Regions from separate parts of the Rattus norvegicus genome. Here region 1 is linked to region 2. A link is a contact called in public Hi-C data. All regions are on one chromosome and are shown on one strand. The core of a region is the stretch at or near the end of the contact, and the rest is flanking DNA. Distances in the headings are between cores, read along the strand shown.

Region 1 (2,841 bases), core at 336-2,835, 600 kb before region 2:
AAAATCTTGTATTTGTTTTGCCTGAACCTTAAGCTAAATATTCTGTCAAGATTGTCCCAGCAAGTCTAAGCATCTGCAAGGGGACACAAATACTCTCTACTGCTTTCCTTCTGTTTCCCTATGTAGCATGCGACTCTACATCAGAATTCTGTAGTTTCACTCAAGAATGTTTTTGCTGTTTTTCTGATTAATGAGTTATTATTTTAGGAGGCAGTAAGGATTTACAATGTTGACTTCTCACCTCATGAGCTGAAGGAAACAGCACGGGGAAAATATAACCCGACAGTTCCCTATAGAAAGCAAAACTAAAGTGTTTACAGAGTAACTTCCCAGTTTACTACTGTCTCTTAAAACTACATTGTGTAAATCGGCTTCTTCCATAGAGCTTCCGTTTTTCCGTGACTGAGATTGTCACTTATATTCCATAGTTTTATATGGATACACTCCGTTTTATATAATATACAGAATTAAAGATTTTATAATAAATTTCCCATGCAGATCAAGATAGTAGACGTTTAAGAACAGGGCACTGTCTTTCAGGATCATGATATTCGGAGATTCTGCACCCCGTGTCTTTACTGCCATTCCTCATCTGCTAGGACTCTGAGCTCCTCGTTTGCTACTTGGTTGTAGTGCTTACTTCTAAGTCTGTGCCTCTGAGCCAGCTCAGCGGGATTATAGTAGCTAATTGGAATTGCTTGGTCACTAGAGTAGCTCCTCATTCGTCCTAAATGTTATAAAATGCGTTGATTCAAAGTTTCAACAATGCGAAGACCTTCAGGTATTATTTTATCCATCTTTTCCAGTGACAAATTTGATGCAAAGATCATGTGACTTTTAGTGCTGTGTGGCTTTGGGAGCTACAATTATTGCCAAATCTCATACTTTATCATATTTATCATATCAGGTATATTTCAGGTTTACAGGCTTTTTTTTCCTGATCATACTCAGTGATTTCTTATATTTATGATACAATTAAGTTTAGAGGTAAATCTTTTTTTTTAAAAAATTGACGTTCATTTATTGTATGAAATTATTTCATAGTATCATGTTAAAATACTGCCACGTTTCCTTGGAGGTTATTTTGAGATAAATACTATAGAGCTTAGGTTATACACAGTGACATAATTACATCAACTATTTAAAAGTGTGTAAAATGATTCCACACTCCATACACAAACTAGATTTATAGTACATACAACTAAGGGATTCCTGGAAAGGACAGCATGAAGCCTCTTATGCAAAATTGATTGTGGAGTTGGATCACACATTAGTGCTCAAACTTGAGTCCGAAGTAATTCTGATGCTCAAAATTCTATGCACATTTAAGAAGAAAGATGTGACCGATAAATTGTTCCTGGTTGTTCTGTGAACTCTCATTCAACACACACCTACACCCACACCCCTAACTCCTTTGATTCTTTTACACTTAGATTGCCTTCAAAATCACAGGCAGCAAGTTCTAACAGAACTCAGTCTAGGTGAAAGCCAGCCAGCTTTTGCTGGTAACAATGTGTTCATACAGCAAAGGATCTCTGTCTGTTCAGGCTGCTTCTTGCTCTTGTCAGAGTTGAGAAGGGAGTTGCTGCTCTTTTCCTGGGGTAAGCTATTTGAGAAAGAAAGTAACCTAACACTAAGTGCAGGCGGGGCGGGGTGATGTAACAGGAAGCTGTGATGTTTCCCTTCTGCTGCTGATCGCTTACAATCTGACAACACTCCCCATCTACCCAGAACAAGCCCTCTCTTCGCAGCGGTGCACTTCTGCTTTAGGACCGGCGGGCTCTGTTGCCTGGACCTCACGCTGCCTGCAGCAAAGCTTTTTGACTCTTCCACACCTCTTCTCCGGGAACTCTTTTCTACTATCTCAGAAAATCAAATTCCCTCCTGAGACTATTCACACAGAATTTCCTTAGGAGCCGTGCGGGGTAAGTGTATTATTCAAAACAAACATATGTATTCTCAGCATTGTTCTTAAGCAGTTTGACAATGTTTCTAGTAAGAATTGACTGAGTGGCATTGGAATAAGGTTGAAACCGGTTCATTTATTCTACATAGGGATACTAGAGAGTCTTACTCCAGAATGTGTACAAAATCTATTACTAGTGCATAAGAGTATTTACAATGACACTTTAGAAAATAAATTTACCAACTAATAGCCATGTGAACAGGCTACAAGGCAAGTTTTTGGACAAATACCTTCATCAGGAAACAATGCTCTTTAAAGTTACTTCTACTATTAGCTCAAGTCCTGACAGCTGGAAAACATTTGCACCCCAGGAAGGGTCTTTAAATTTTCCACATAATCAGTATTCTAAGGAAGGGACGGAGTCTTCCTGTGTGACTGAACAGAAAGCAGGAGTAAGAAGAAAAGCCACCCACTTGGACTTCTGTTTGCTCTTCGGCTTCTTTTGACACTTACACCTCTAACTGGGGAACCAATGGAATTTTCATTGTTCTTTCTTGCTAGATTTGTGTAAATACCACCCTTTTGGCTTTTCTTTGTTGTTGTTTGTTTATTTTGCTTTTTGTTTCTGTTTTTGGAGAGTCCCCGAACTATTTCCACTGTATTAAGATTATGGGTGTCTTATAAATAAGGTAAGGGGAAAACAACAACAAAAACAACAAAACAAACAAACAAAAACCCAACCAGCAATCAACAACCAACCAACCGAAACCCCCACAACTGTCCAGAGTTAAGAAAGGGTAGTGATGTCTGCGTTACTTCATGGCTTTTAAACTCTTACACGCTTAGATGTGTGCTCAACTATCCTGCAAAAGTGCGGGGGAAGAGTGTGAAAGGAGTCTCTATAAATAAATAAACAGAGACACGCTAAGTAAGTG
Region 2 (2,807 bases), core at 10-2,509:
ACAGAAAATAGAGGACTGGGATGGTCATATATACTACACCCGTGTTTCATCACCCCTACCGAATGAGTCAAGAGATGGCTCATTTAAGTTACACTACAAGAAGATTCCCCTCAGGGGGAGGGGCTGGCTATGCTACCCAAGCATCACTCCAAGCTAACCTACCTGTCTCCCTCCCGCTCCCTTCCTTCAACTACAAACTCCTGTTTCATTGTTTTCTTTTTTTCATCTTATTGTACCAAGTGCATTTTTTTTTCTGTTTTTGCAAGCCGCCTTAAACCTTTCCTGGGGTAAGAAGAGAGATATAAAAAAATAAAGATACCCCCCCCCGTTCTAAATTTAAATACAGTAGGCAGGGAAAAACAGTGCAAAAGCTGTGTGGGTGTGCATGGCAAGACTGTTTTGCTCAGTATCTAGGAGAGGATAGAGAAGCAAATGCTAAAGGGATTTGAGAGCTTGTGTGTGTGTGTGTGTGTGTGTGTGTGTGTGTGTGTGTGTGTGTGTGTGTGTGTGTTCAGAAAGAAGAGGGGGAAAATAAAATGATTACTGGAAGCAGGCGCCCACCTTGACGCTACTTACCGCCCACCCACCAGCCCCCGACCCTTCTGAAGCCCACTGCAGTGCTCTGCGGGGAAGAATTTCCTTCCCAGCAAAGAGCGAAAGGCCGAACGGGCAATCTGGGAAGACGCGGAGGGATTGAAACCAGCAAGGATAGGCTAAGCAACGAAGAGGAAGGAGCTAAGGATCCCGCGAAGCCAGACGCGATCGTCCGCACAGATGTAAAACAGGGCTGGACTGCAAAGACATACCTGGAACCACCAAAGTAAAGGATGCCCCAGCCACCTCCATCCGCTCCTCCTCCGCCTCCTCCCGCTGCCTTTGCTCTTGCTGCTGCTGCTGCTGTTGCTGCTGGATGAGGCTGAGGTCGGAGCGGCTGAGTTCGGCTCTAGCGGCCGCGGGGACGAGCCGCGCCTTCAGCAGCACCGCGGCCAGGCCGAGGAGCAGGGCGCAAGAGACGCGCCGGCAGAGCCTCGCCATGGCGAAGAGCCAGAGAGCCACGGAGGCATATTGCGGGGCTGCGAGCGACGGCGGGCGCCAGGGCTGCGGATCCCGGCCGCGCCCGCTCGCTCGCTCCCCCTCGCGCTGTCTGCGGTGCACAGCCTCGGCGGGAGGAGGAGCGGGCCTGCAAGAGGATGGCGAGCCCGCTTTCGCATCCTCGCGCACGTGACCGCCGGGAGGGGCGAGCCAGGGACGGGGCCCTGCGGCTACCCCAGCAAGTGCCCCGCAAGGTGATGCTGGTGCCCAGGCGTTTAGCTAGGCGGAGACTAGCAGGAAAGAGTTTCGAATCCTTAATCTTTACCGAGGCAGCAGAAAAACGTACAAAGTGGAATAAAATTCCTCCCACTTGACCCCGAGGTAGAAAAGTGGCGCATCGATACCTTCTAAAGCAGTGAGACATTCGTGGTTCAAAAGCCAGGCTCCTTTAATGGAATACCGTCTACTGTTCCATGGTCCATTTACAAGATAAACTGATATTCTCCAGACTTTTCTTTTTCTGCTTGAATGAGGGTTTCTTTCTTCATCATAAATTATTCGCAATTACACCTTTTCTATTTGTAAACCTATACTTTTCATGTGTTTAGAGTCTTTTGTTTGTTTTGTTTTTTAACGTCTTGCCAGATGTGGTGGCTCACACCTTTAATTTTAGCACTCAGGAGGCAGAGGCAGGCAGATATTAGTGAGTTCGAGGGCAACCTATTCTACAGTGAGTTCCAGGACAGCGGAGCTATAGAGAAAGATCGCGTCTCAAAACAAACAAACTCTTACTTAACAAATTCTGAAGTAGGTGTTCACTGTACATTTCTTGTCAGGAGCTTCGAAGAAGTAAAATAGAATACCTTCTTTTCGAATGCTTACTACCTGCTAGGGCAAGGGAATAAATATATAAGCAAAATATAGTCCATTGTGGTGGTTGCAACTGAAGAAGCGGTACAGGCACTTAAAGCATACACACAGTCGAACAAAATTAAGTGTGGTTTGTGAAAAGACACTGGGAAAGGTAGGCTATACAGAATAAAAATTCACAGAAAGAGTAGATAAGATACCAGGACATCTAAAAACTGGAAAAGTGTGTGTGTGTGTGTCTGTCTGTCTGTCTCTCTCTCTCTCTCTGTGTGTGTGTGTGTGTGTGTGTGTGTGTGAGAGAGAGAGAGAGAAAGAGAGAGAGAGAGAGAGAGAGAGAGAGAGAGAGAGAGGCATAAAAGCACAATGTACTTGGGAAAGTTTAAGTTGCGAAAGCAGTTACCAGAGGACTTACTCTTTTCTAGAGTGAAAGGAGTGCAGACTATTAAGCTGTTTAAAAATAACTAGCAGACACTTGTACTTACTGTGTAGGGCGCTGTTCCTGCATTTCACAGATGGCAACTCCAGCAATCTTGGATGCTATACAAGCAAGTAGAGATCTACACTAAAGACTATTCTGAAGGTTGGTAAGGAGAGAGATACCTACCAGCAGTGCTTTTTTTTCTTTTCTTCTCTTTTTTAAGGATCCCTTTGCTATTAGCATGAAAGGGAGGGGGAAAGACAGGAAAGAGAGATGGACACATTTGAGACATTTGTCCTAAAACAAAATCAAATAACAACTAAAAAAAGTGGGAAGTGTCAAAATGCATGATCCTGACAAGAGGAAAGAAAGGTAGGGGAAATTGGTATTTAAGGTTGGAATCCACAGAGATGGTTGATTGGTGCTGATGGGGATGGGGTTAGGCTATGTCTCATTGGAGGTCTTAGCTGCCGGAGTGAGATCTTGG

Evidence for each region. Hi-C and Micro-C count contacts between places; a contact is called where the count stands out from the background.
Region 1: a Hi-C map of the A7r5 cell line shows a contact between it and region 2, with 4 times the contacts expected there. The contact joins the promoter of Calcrl here to the promoter of Fam171b in region 2. A contact is called at or near these places in 2 of 12 Hi-C or Micro-C datasets (the A7r5 cell line and Schwann cells).

The regions. Positions count from the first base shown.
Region 1 is chr3:89,931,360-89,934,200 of GRCr8, reverse strand. It overlaps Calcrl (calcitonin receptor like receptor), which reads left to right and starts at 1,585. Exons shown (of 16, transcript NM_012717.3): 1 at 1,585-1,925.
Region 2 is chr3:89,336,018-89,338,824 of GRCr8, reverse strand. Fam171b (family with sequence similarity 171, member B) reads right to left here and starts at 1,259. Exons shown (of 8, transcript XM_575160.9): 1 at 807-1,259. The coding sequence starts at 1,035.